2 separate regions of the Hordeum vulgare genome follow, and region 2 is linked to region 1. A link is a contact called in public Hi-C data. All regions are on one chromosome and are shown on one strand. The core of a region is the stretch at or near the end of the contact, and the rest is flanking DNA. Distances in the headings are between cores, read along the strand shown.

What was found. A called contact is a pair of places that touch in the nucleus more often than the background predicts.
Region 2: a contact with region 1 is called in a Hi-C map of leaf, with 7 times the contacts expected there. The contact joins the promoter of LOC123444231 here to the promoter of LOC123444227 in region 1. A contact is called at or near these places in 3 of 6 Hi-C or Micro-C datasets (leaf and seedling).

The regions. Positions count from the first base shown.
Region 1 is chr3H:455,799,294-455,806,076 of MorexV3_pseudomolecules_assembly, reverse strand. It overlaps LOC123444227 (anoctamin-like protein Os01g0706700), which reads left to right and starts at 3,270. Exons shown (of 16, transcript XM_045120887.1): 1 at 3,270-3,596; 2 at 3,761-3,830; 3 at 3,920-4,035; 4 at 4,820-4,946; 5 at 5,021-5,121; 6 at 5,240-5,331; 7 at 5,430-5,534; 8 at 5,634-5,903; 9 at 6,041-6,173; 10 at 6,244-6,357; 11 at 6,517-6,587; 12 at 6,681-6,783. The coding sequence starts at 3,396.
Region 2 is chr3H:456,474,575-456,481,136 of MorexV3_pseudomolecules_assembly, reverse strand. It overlaps LOC123444231 (transcription factor LATE FLOWERING-like), which reads left to right and starts at 2,467. Exons shown (of 3, transcript XM_045120892.1): 1 at 2,467-2,812; 2 at 3,018-3,207; 3 at 3,764-5,470. The coding sequence starts at 3,837. The coding sequence ends at 5,054.

The DNA.
Region 1 (6,783 bases), core at 2,021-4,520:
TTATTGGATCTTCCCCTATCTCAATCCAACTCTCGCAAATCAATTTTTCCTCCAATTGAATGTGTGATCCCGTGTAAATGCTTTGCCTCCTCTTTTGTGCCTTAGCCCTTTGGATGAGCTCATCAATAAACACCAATGGCTTATGTGAAATGTCGAGCTCGTCCTCCTCATCTTCATAATACAAGTCATCATCTTCGTGCCATGAGTTGCCATGGTCATCCTCCTCTTCATTATGGCCGACGAATTCAGTGTCGGCATAGTGTTCGTGGCCGTCCTAGCTCTGGGTCTCGTCAGGATCGAAAACCTGCCCTTGGCTGTCGAGGTGGAAGGCCTCGTTACAGCCCTCGAAGATGATGCTCTTCATGAACGCTAAGCAATCAAGGTCATCGACTGTGGGCGTTGCTTGTGCTATTTCGTCAAACAACTTGCGGGTGCCGGCCATGCTTGCCATCGGAAACAACTAGGATTGCTTCCTTTGCGTCCAATCGAACATGTATCCAGCGCCACTATACCATGGCATCACGTTCAGGTCGATGACACCCACGGGTGTGGCCGCAGCGACCACGCTGCACTCCAGCGACATGGAGAACCATGTCTGTCCGTGGCCGTAAGGCGGTGGACTGGGCGTGGTGGACGAGCTTGGGGACCTATACTAAGGAGGACGAGCTACCGACGATCTCGTGCTCGCGGCGGCCATGGCAGCGACCGAGAGGATGGCCGGTAGGTCGTGCCAACCCTAGCATGAGTAGGGTGTGCGCTTGGAGATGATGGATTCCTTCTCATCGATGTCGGCAAGATGTTGTGCTTCACGTCATGCGACAACCTCGATGGTGTAGTTCGCAACCGCCTTCATCTGCGTCGCCTTTGTCCGTCTGCCCCTCCTCTTTGCCAATTCGGCATCGAGTTTGGACATCTGTGTCGGCGTGAGCTCGGACAGAGGCTTCCTGGGACCCTTGGGACCTTTCTTCTTTGCCACAGGGCGTGCGGTCGGGACCGCATCGCCGGGGTTCGTCACATCACCATCCATGAAGGAGGGAGGAGAGGGGCGCGGGGGAGGGTTTGGGCGAACTAGAGGGAAAGTTGGAGCGGTGTGTCCCGGATGGGCGGACCAGGGGAGAACAAGAGTGCACATATCGCACGTCCGCATGTTGTCCGTTTCGCCGCAAATGCGACCCGAACTTGGATCGGGAATGGGCTGAAATCGGACCGAAACTGGACATTCATGTGTTTGCTCTCGCGCATTGGACTGCAGTTTATGTCCGTTTACCCCGAAACGGACATGAGCATATGTTTTGGGGTCATGGATTGGAGTTGTCCGTTTTCGGTCAGCTTTCGACCCATTCGTGACCCAGGCGGAACGCACAACACGCGGATGGGCGGGACGCGTGCTCTTGTCCTCTCCTGGCTCGCCAGTCGATGACACAACCACCCCTTTTTCTGTTCCCCCCAACTCCGGTCGCACACCCCGCCCCTCCCCCTTCTCGTCCCTAGCCGCATCCACTGCCATTTATCTCGGTCGTCAAGCTGCTCAGCACGAATGCGTGCCCCGCCATGTTTTCTCCACACCACGACCTTCCCAACCCCCGCACCTGCCTCAACGCAACCGGCGGCTGGATTTGTAGCGGATCTCGCCGGATTAGAGCGCGGCAGGCCATTGGAGGTCGCGGCGTGCCATGGACTGGCCGGGTGCAAGCCCGCACAGCCCCGGCAAAGTCCCCAGGCCGCATGCAGGTACTCACTCCGCCTCTAGCCGCTCGGATCTACCCCGTTACCGATTTGCCGGTAAATACACCAACGACCGTCGTCCGGGCTCGGTCCTGGCCCAAATGCTCGTCGGCGCACCGGTGCCGCTCATAAAGTGCGACAACTGTCTAGTGAAGGTCCCGCTTCGCGTGTCTAACACGCTGAACATCCCGGATGTGTGTTCGTCAAGTGCAAAAATGATGGGGGTATGTGCTAGTTTAGCTTCAGTTGAGCTTTGGATTCGGCTTGTTTTGCTTACATTTTTTTATTGTGTAGGATGGGTGTAACTTTTGTTTTTAGGAGGAAGAATACATCGATCTGCCGATAGTGCGCAATTTAGTAGATGTTCGTGCACTTCTTACTAGTCTACATGATAGAGATAAGACTAGACGTGAAGAAGCAACGTTTAATTCTTTAGACTCGAAGAAGAAAGAAGTTTGCGAAATCAAGACTCCGCAAATCAATAACAAATGCATCGAGAAAGCATTAACCCAACTTACAGGTGAAGTTATGAAAGTTGAATATATTTTAAAATATATTTTTATAGTTCTTGTTTTTCTTTCTTGCTATTCTAGACAAGATTTGGTGAATGTATTCCAATGTTCAAAAAAAACTTTGATGAAAATAATAATAAAAATATTATGCGGACGAGATGTGGACGAAGATGCGACCGCGCCTTGGAAGTTCGACCGGTGCAAACATAGATCCGGGCGGCATGACCCTATTTCCATCCTAAACGGACGAAATCCAAATAAAATGGACATCCGTTTAAAATCGTGTGTTAAAATTATCCTCACGTGGGGTTCGGACAACACAGACAGCTATCCGTTCGTCCGTCCGAAAGCAAAGCATAGCTGATAGCAATACCATCTACCATGACGACCAAAACAAAACCGAAAGTTGCTCCCGACACGTCGACACGCCACTCCTCGCACTCGCAGGGACGGACAGGCCGAAAGAACCAGCTGGCTCCTCTTTCAGCCGCACTGTCTCTTCCTAAACTAGTTGCCGTTCCGTCGAAACCTCCGCCTGGTCATCTCATCGGTCGCCTCCCACCCGCGCAGGGAAAGGAAAAAAAAAAAGGGGGTCTCTCCTGCACGCGCCCGTACTTCACAGGTCACGTGGCCCGTTGGCAACAAGGCCCACCTGTCATTCGCTTTCCACCAACAGGCCCGTACTCAACGGCCCCACACACCCACAGCTTTCGAAAATCACTTCCTCCGCGCTGTTGCCAGTCAGTGGCACGCACGCCTCCCAATCTCCCTCCCACCCTCTCTCTCTCCCCCGTCCGTTCAAATCCCACCCCCGAAATTGCCACTTAATTAACGCCCACAGGCACCGGCGCGCCTTGCTTAATTCTACTAAATAACTTGCTAATCAAGCTATACTATTTATTCTCTCATTTTTCCAACGCTTGTTAATCAAGTCGAAAATCGAATTAAGTGCAGGAAACCGGTGCCCCTCCTAATCCGTTGCCCCCCGCCTCTCTCTCTCTCTCCGCCGTTCCCAACGCCATTTTTTCCCCTCTCGATTTCGTTGTTTATTCCTCCTCTGCGCTGCCATCGTTCTCCCCTCTTCTCCCTTCCCGTATGCGGATCCGTTTCCTCGCGCCCGTCGCCGTTCGCCGCCACCACCGCGCCTGATAGGCGGACATGGGGGCACGGGGAGGGAGAGGGGATGGAGGGGGAGGGGAGGAGGCCACGGACTTCGAGGTCGGCATCGTCGTGCCCAAGCTCTCGCGCGCCGCGGCCGCCGAGGCGGGAGACGACTGCGTGGCGCGCCTCGTGCGCGACCTCGAGGGCGCCGGCCTGCTCGTCGAGCGCGTCCGCGGCGTCCTCGCCGAGTTCATCAAGGTCAGTGCGGGGCTGCCTTTTTCCCTTTTTGAATTCGGTTTGCCATGGTGCCCTAATTCCAACTAATGAGGCGATTTCCGAGAGAAAACCCAGAGATTAAAGTGCTCCCGTTACCAACTCCTCAAATTGATTTATAGTGGCCGTGGTTTGCTTTTCCAATTTAGCTGTCTGCGCCCATGGGGATTCTGGGCAGAGCCGCTGCTGAGATGCAGATGAAGAAGCTTACCTACATCGGTAACTCAACTAATGCGCTAACTATTTGAGATGCGGGCATCAGTTGGGTCGGCAATGTGCTCATGTGCTGATTGTTAATCTTCCTTCAGGAATGGAGCTTCAGTTCGAATGGGAACAGGTGGCAGCATTCGTCAGGCAGCCTGATGGTTCCCTCTTTAGCTGGCGAGAGCGGTTTACCTGTTTCCGCTACTTGATATACGGCATTGTGAGTACAACCTCTTGTATAGCTGATGTCGTTCCTCGTTATGTCAGATTTTAGTTGCACGCCCTCCGTTTCTTTTCACTCCGCATATTAGGTTTCTCTTAAGCCTAAAAATTGACCAAATATATATTAAAAATTATCAACATCCATAATTATGAATACAATATGAAAATATACTCCATGATCGATATGATGATATTTGATTTGGTATTGTGAATGTTGATGTTTTTTTTCTTCTACACACTTGGTGAAACTTCCAAAGACTTTAAGACAAACCTAATATGCGGAGTAAAAAGGAAATGGAGGGAGTGCACTTTAAGTACGAGGAACCACATTCATTTTTAATTATATATATACATCTTACATATGGATGCATTCTAGTATACTTTTGTTTCTGTGACCTGATTCTTTGGATAGCAGTGCTTTGTTGAACTACAAACGAAACTTTTTTTTCTTAATAATGAAATTTCCTTGTTCATAGCATTGTGTGCCCAGATTTAAAGCAAAATAATCTGTTTCTATTGTCTGGTTTCTGCATTTGATATTTGTCTCTTCTGAATGATATGGCAACCAATGCATAGTTCATCCGAAGACCTCAGCTGGACAACAATATATGCACATTTGAGATATGAGCTATAGAAAGTAGGATTGTCCACTTAAATTTTCATTTGTTTGATATGATGTGTGGATACTAAAGCATACTCCCAATCTGAATAGCATTTTGGTTTTTGTGATATGGAATCTCAGATTTCCTTGTGTGATAGGGTGTTGTTATTGAACCATGCAGGTGAACAAGACCAACTCTGAAATATCTCTCAAATTTGATGATAAAGAGTTCTACTGGAAACAAAACGAGTCACTATTGCGCAGGCTCGAAGATGAAGGAGTTGTAAAGCTAGTCTTCCCTTTGCATGGTACATAAATTAACCTAAGATAATACAAATATTTGTAAAATTCGTAGCATTAGCTAACACTACTTTGCCTGTAGAGGAAGTTAAAAGGAAACAGCTCCTGAGAAATTGGGCACTTAACTGGCGTGACTTCACATGGCAACCTATTGATGAAGTTTACTCCTATTTTGGAACCAAGGTAGAACAGCATGACAGGACGTTGCTGCTACTGTATCTTGTTTCTGGACCATTTATCTAACGCAAGTCAATAAATGAATTACTTTTGAGACCGTAAACCCCCCACTTTTGAACTGCAGATTGCAACATATTTTGCTTTCCTAGGAATGTATACGCGTTGGCTATTCTTTCCAGCCGTATCTGGACTGGCCACTCAGCTTATAGATTTTGGGTATGCATTTTACCGTGATTCCTTTTCAAAACTTGGTACAAATATAACTAATACAGTCAGCTAAGTAATAAGTATTCCCCTCTGCTCTTTGAACTCAGGTCATTGCAGTGGCTGGTTCTTCCTGCTTTCTTTATCTTCGTAATTTCTTGGGCTGTCTTCTTTTTGCAATTTTGGAAAAGGAAGAATTCAGCACTTCTTGCTAGGTACCATCCAATTCCAGGATATGCAGTTGTTAGTCAAGCTCGTGTTGATCAAGTTCCTGACCACAACCTTTCTTTCTTCCATATGTCGCCTGAAAGCAGATGGGGCATTAATTATTCATTTGCTGAATACAAAGCTTCGGCCAACGAACTGGAACCAATAAGGCATTATCTTTCTGTTGAGCGTGTGGAGGAAAAGAAATTTGATGATGAGCCTGCTGAGAAAAGGAGATTGCAAAGAAATGAGTGGTCCGGTGTCCTTCTAAGAATTAGGAACAATGCGATTATTGTTCTGGGTATTATTTGTCTTCAGCTGCCATTTGAGTTGGCCTATGCTCATTTGTATGAAAAAACTGAAACTGAGGCACTGAGGTAAGAATGACACCGTGATCTATGTAGTTCATTTATCATCAAATTGTGCTAATGACTTGCTAGCTAGTTTTTCTCATGAGTAGCGGTTACTCTATTGACTATGCCAATTTGATCTGCTTTATTTTTTCAATTTTTAGGTATGTGTTGACTGCACTATATCTTGTTGCAATTCAGTATTATACAAGGATAGGTGGAAAGGTGTCTGTCATTCTAATAAAGTATGAAAACAACCAAGGAGAACAGTCCAGTGCTGACAGTTTGATTTATAAGGTAAACACTATGACACAACGAAGCTGGTTCATGCTTTAAGTTAAGCTTCTTACTCCTTTTGCATGTGCAGGTTTTCGGTCTATACTTCATGCAATCATATATTGGGTTGTTTTACCATGCTTCCCTTTATCGTGACATTTTGAGACTCCGACAAGTCCTTATTCAGCGTCTAGTCGTGTCTCAGGTATTTGCACTCTGCAATGCAAGTTCACCCTCTGTTCCTAAATGTAAGACGTTTTGGCAGTTCGATTTAAACTGCGAAAATGTTTTATATTTAGAAACAGAGGTTTCATTATCAGGTATGATGATGATGTACACTATGATGATATATATAAATTTCTAGGTGTTGGAAAATCTGATTGAGAATTCTATTCCTTATCTCAAATACAGCTACAAAAAGTACAGTGCTGTTCGGTAAGTTTTGCCTGTGTATTCTTTGTCCTGCACTCCTGCTATTCTTATTTCCAGGCCAATAGAAGAATGTAAGAAACCCCTATCATTTTGTAGCAAGAAAAGACAAGAGAGAGAATCACCATCAGGGAAGTCAGTTCGATTATCAACAAGAGTGGAGAAAGAATATTTAAAACTCTCTTATACTGCAAGCATTGGA
Region 2 (6,562 bases), core at 1,218-3,717, 680 kb before region 1:
GCCCTGTGTAAGAATCCAGTGCATCATGACAGGAGTAAGCACATAGATATAAGGTATCACTACATACGACAGTGCGTGGAAGAAGGCAAGATTGAAGTCAACTACGTTTGCACCGACGACCAGCTTGCAGATATCCTGACCAAGTCTTTGGGACGACAGAAGTTTACAGAGATGCGGAGAAGGATCGGCGTCCAAGCTGTGAAGTGAGGACATCATGTTTAGGGGGGTGATTGTTGGAATTAACCACGAGTCCTAGTCCGGCTTGGACTTGGAACCGTCACCGTGTAGGTATAGGATTAGTAGTTGTCTTGGTTAGCTACTATATATACGTACAAGTACCCCTGTAATATTGGATCAGATCAAAGCAATACACAGAAATAGTCGGGAGCGACACGCTCCCGTAGCCATCATATCCTCGTGTTCTCTCGCGTGTGTGTCTCGGCGACGCTAGTTCCGATCGATCAAGGCAGCAGCCAGGTTGCTACGTACGTGTGCATGAGAAACCATCCACCTGCTAGCCTGCCTGCTTAGGTTACGCGTACGTGCACGTCTCCTCCAGGAACCGATAGTCCGGTTTGTTTTCGTCATCGTCCCTGGTTACCGTCGCCGGAAAGTACTCGGCGTCTGGTTTGGGCCAACATCACCAACTTATAAGTTGAAAAGTGTAAAAAATAACTTATTTTGCTAAATAGACTCAACTTATAAGTCACTCCAACTTATAAGTCATAAGTTGCTCCATCCCAACTTAAAACTTATAAGTCATCCACTTTTGCATGAAAAGATAACTTATAAATCAGATGACAATCAAAAATGCACGACTTACAAGTTACTGGTTTTAAGTCACCTGACTTATAAATCAGGTGACTTATTAAAACCAAACATGGCCTTAGTTCATAGTAGTGCCAAGAAAGAAAGAAAATAGTAGGTGCACATGATGATAAGCGTGTGACGACACTATCACGTGCCTCCCAATCAAATGAGATAGTACATGACAAATCAATACGCTGGAAGCAAACCAAATTACGTGCATGCACTAGATCGACAACGTTGCTTTTCCTTGAAAGACGATAACGTCCTTCCTTAAGGATACCAGAATTGCAGTTCTCCCAAAGCTATCATTGCAGCAACTCCCTAAAAAATCCAAGATTGAGACCTCTTTCCCACTCTTATTTTACTTGTAGAAGTCTGTACCCATCCTTACGCAATGGTAGCATCATATTCAGAGCAAGTTAAAGCCTACCATGTGCCCAAATACTCAGCGCTAGTTTGACTATGCTTACTATTGACTGAAGGGGGTTAACCAACTTGTCGTCACTGCCTCGCACAGCTAACACAAGTGCTATGCTCCAAAGTGTCAAACATCTCCATTTGATGGCAGCTTTTTTTTAAACAAGAAAATACACGCATGTAAACAAAGCTCTAGACTCCAAATCGTATGAAATCGGTTGCCTATCATCATCAATGCGTGGTCCTCTCCTCTACATGACCCTATCATATACAGATTTTATGGGCCCTCCTATCTTGTTTTAACCAAAATAAAAAAAGGATGTGAAAACATGTCAGCATTAAATTTCTCTTTGTTTTTTCGGGGGTCTTTGTTTCCCCCTCATTGCTTTGTCGTCATAGTTTTGTCTGATTATCCCCCAATTTGCATCTACTCTCCAGCAACCTGATGTAGATCCCTTGTCATCTTGCTCTCTGTAAAAGGATTTGACTAAGATCCATGTTGCTTCACCGTCAAACTTACACAGAATCGATTTTACTGTTTATATATATGTAGGGAATCACACATGTCCGAGAGAAAAAAAAAACTACATAAATTACTTATGAGTGGTACCAGAAGGTGTAAGCGAGGGGGGGTACACAAAATATGGCCTGCTCCTTGTGCTTCTTGGTACTCTATCACATGTGGGCAAAAATAAAGTGACAAAAAGTTACTGCTGAAACGGACAGGAGAGTGAGGCAGTGTTCTGATTCTTCAATCTGAATCCAAAGGCAAAAAAAGCTAGCGGAGCCCCGGGAACAAGCGGGAAGCTTTAGATCGGAGACCAAATGCTTCTGCTCGATCTTTTTTTCTGAAAACGGAGGAACTGCTCCCTGCCTCTGCATCATTAGATGCACAACATAACCCATTTCTATTTTTAATTTGAGTGCATGACATCAAAGACCTAGCTAGGAGGTTCTACATGTAGTGAGAGTGTGATATATAGGGTAAACCCCTGCACTGCAGATTACGTAATGCACAAAACAAAACGAAGCATTGTTCAAAACAGAACCGTTAAGCTGTGTAAGATGCATAAAGATTACTGATTTGGACAAGTATTTATGAGAGCGCGTCAGCTGTGCAACTTCATGTGCTGTGCTGCCCACTCATCATCATCCTTTCCCAACTGAACAGCCCCACATACAGGAACAGAGAACGCTAGAGATAGAAAGAGAAACCATATGCTTCGACCAATCTCGTTTTCCCGTTTTCCAGAGAGAGAGAGAGAGAGTACTATACATAGAGTCATAGACACATAGACACATAGAGCTAGCTTAGCCATCTATAAAAGAAGAGCCCCATATACTGCCATCAACAGGAGGACCATATCCCACACGTATGATCTGTACTGTCTTCTCCCTCTCTTTCTCAGAGCTAGCATAGCATAGATCCAGAGCTTCCCTCCCTCCCGGAAGTTAGCTACTCTAGGTTGCTAGACCGGCCGCGGCCGGCTTGCTCGATCAGGTCCAAAGCCATCGATTGATCAATCATCTGCTCGATCTGCTCTGCTGCCATTAGAGTGGTCTCTCATCTCTCTGCAAGACACGGGTACCTCTACATCTACATATCCACAGTGTACATACGCTACTAGAGTTGTGGCTTGGCTAGGTGTAGCAGTCTATAGTACTTCATATCTCCATCTCCATCTCCATCTCCTCCCCCTTCTCGTGGCAGCTTGCGTAGTACAGTAGGATTTATGAAGATATATGCCTCTTGATGGCTCGGAGCCTCATACTTTCTTGGCTTGTTCCAGGTCGATCGAACCGGCGAGTCTCTCTCTCTCGGCCTTGGTCGCCGGCGCGCTGGCTCCCTGACCAAGGAGTTGCCGGCCTGGGAATTGGAGCGATAATCTTTCAAGCTGTGCTCTACCTCCGTCGGCGGCGAAGCTAGCTGGTGGCACCCATTGTTGCTCCACCCTGCAGTCATCTGGTTTCATCTCAAAGGTATGGTGAGCTAGCTGCAAAGAATCTATATATATACGCATATTAACTACTCCCTCCGTTCTCTAGAAAGACTTATATCTAGGAACGGAGGAGGGAGTAGCACATAGTTAGAGAATGTGGTTTTATGCATGCACTGCACACTTAATCGGCGAGCGTATGAGCCTACTTTTCACATATAAAGAGATACGTGCATGGTAATACGATCGAGTAGGAGATTCTGTAGGATGGTGAGACGTGATTCTTGAGATTGGTAGTAGTAATTATGGGGTGGCGCGGATGGCGGTGTAATTATGGGGTTGGAGTTGGAGACATCTCCGATCGACTTCTCTCCGCCGGCCGTCCTTGTCCGCCCATCAATACCACGCCCGCGTGACACTGTTCCCTGACGTTCACGTTTCCAACCCGGCCGCGGCCCACTCCGATCCACTCCCAACCTCAGTTTTGATTCCCTCCGCTCCATCGTAATCGTATCATTATTCATAGTATCGCTCTAGCTATTTACGGCACGGCCGAGAACAACATGCTAACGCTTTCACTCTTCCGTTACGTGCAGCAGGCAGCCGCGCGCGCGCGCGTCGTCCCAGAATCCCTGCGCCAGTCAATTAAGCAGCGCGAGATTCTCCCGGGCCATGGACACCTTCGGCTGGTCGTCCGGCCCCGGCCTGCACGACGACGCCTACCTGCCGCGTCCGGCGAGCCAGGTCATGAGCTGCGGCCGCTTCGACCTGGACGACGCCTTCCTCGGCCAGCTCCAGTGCGACTTCGGCGGAGGAGGACAGCAGGTGAGCTCCAGCTACGGTAACGGTGCAGCTGCCGTCGGAAGCGCGGCGGGGGGCTCGACTGGTGACGGCCAGCTGGGGTTCTTTGGCTCGGGGGTCGACGTGTTCTCGTCCGTCGTCGACGGCGCCAGCGCGCACGACGGCCTGCTCGACTCGGCGCTCGCCTTTTCCGGGGTGCTCCCGTGCGGCGGGGACGGCGACCCCGGGGCCGTCTCCAACGGCGCCATGTTCTCCGGCTACAGCGGCACCACCGTCTGCAACATCTCCTCCGGGGAGTCCAACAACTACAGCGGCGGCGGCGGCGGCGGCCACGACGTAGCCGAGGTGGCGTCGCCGACGTCCACCATATCGCCCACCACGACGTCGCATCCCACGATTACTTTGGCGCAGGCGGCGCTCCACGAGAGCCGGAAGCTACCCGCGGACGACTGCCCCGCCACAATAGCAACGGCGCCGCCGCTCCCACGCGCCGGCACAAAGCGGAAGGCCCCGGCCACGACAGCGACGAGCATCACGTTCGGCCTGCAGGACACCAACTCAGCCGGGGCGGCCGGCGGGTACGAGCCGGACATGGAGGCGATGGCGCAGGTGAAGGAGATGATCTACCGCGCGGCGGCCATGCGGCCGGTGAGCCTCGTGACGGAATCCCCCGCTGCGGGCATCAGCAAGCCGCGGCGCAAGAACGTGCGCATCTCGAGCGACCCGCAGACGGTGGCGGCACGCCTCCGGCGGGAGCGCGTGAGCGACCGCCTCCGCGTGCTACAGAAGCTCGTCCCCGGCGGGAGCAAGATGGACACGGCGTCCATGTTGGACGAGGCCGCCAGCTACCTCAAGTTCCTCAAGTCCCAGGTCCAGGCGCTGGAAACCCTAGGAACCAGCAGTAGCACCGGCACCGGCACCAGCGCCGCCGCGGCCGCCAGCACGGGCAGGTTACTGCACTCGCACTCACAGCAGCAGCACTATTACAGCAACAACCCTGGATTTCTCGGATTTCCGAGAAATAACAACAACAACAACATGTCTTCCGTCTTCAGAAATCCTGATGGGAATTCTGGCAGACTGTTGTAGTACTGTTTAGTTACGTTGCTGTTTCGTACTGTTTCAGGTCGTCGTGTCAAGAGTACGCGTACGTGCTTAACTAGTACAGTACTGTATACATACACATATACTACTAATTAAGGTTTAGTGTCGTCATGTACTCTTGTCCAGAATTGATTAATTTGGATCGGTCCGCTGCATCGTCGAAGCAATTCAGCTGCAGCGTGAGATCGAGACCGTGCCGGTGGCAGGACATCTTGATTGGAGAAGAAAAGGAAGAGATATGAAATTATTGAGATATCCATTTGCATTGTATCAAAGTGCCTGGGACATGGTCTCAAAAAAAAGTGCCTGGGACATGACCGGCGTGGCGTGCATGTAAAATCGTAGTGAGAGTTTCTCTTCCATGAGTTATATCCTAAAATAGCATAGGAAATTACTTTGAATACAGTAGTAATAATCGGTGTAATTATATACTCCCTCCGTTTTTAAATACTCCCTCATTTCCGGTTTATAGAGCTCAAATCTAAAATCTCATCAACCAAGTTGACTTGTGACTGGATGACATTAGTTTTAACTAGACAATGAAATATTTCTCACATATTTAATTTCTAAGGCAATAAATGTAGCATCCTCCTTTTCATTGGACTTGCATGATGGATGTAAAAAATGATGCATGCATAGTCACTTATTTTCTTTCTCTATACTCTATGAATTAAATATGACGTGGGACTCAAAGCACTTTAACTCAATTAGACTCAAATGGGCCTAATACAGTGGAAATCCGAAAATTTTGAGATGGACCCTATAAACCGGAAAGGAGAGAGTATAAGTCTTTTTAAATATTTTATTAAGGGGCTACATACGAAGCAAAAATAAATGAATCTACACTTCAAAGCATGTCTATATACATCGGTATGTAGTCTTTTAATGAAATTTTTTAAAACACTTATATTTAGGAATGGAGGAGTATGTAATTAAAACTTGCATGCATGGATCATCTGATTGCTGCACATGCATGCATGCATGCATGCATGCCGTCACCCACACAACGGCTGAGCTCCATAGCTACAAATGTGTGAATCATACTTACATCTTAAAATAGCATAGGAAGTTATTTTAGAATGATAATGGTGTGATTATGTAAAGAGTTTACACATGCATGGAGGATGATTTCTTCCGCTCAATCATCACCGTCTGATTGCTGCACATGTATGCGTGACGTCAGCTGCAGAGGTACCATGGCTACAAATGAGAATCATTGGGTACATGTCCCAAACACGGCAAACTTTTTGCGTGCTTTGTGCATGTGTCGATGTCCAACTCTTTTGTTCCAGTTCCGGGATGATTAACCAACCGGTCTTCTCCTCCCTTTAATTTGCACCCCACAAACGCAGCGAATCCGATTTCCAGGTGCGAGCTTCAAAGGGAGCCACCTAGCTAGGGCGACGAAGATATGTAGCTAGATATACAAATACAGATGTGTGAAAAAGGTTCGGCCTTTTAAATTTCTCTATCATATCAAAGATGATCTAGCT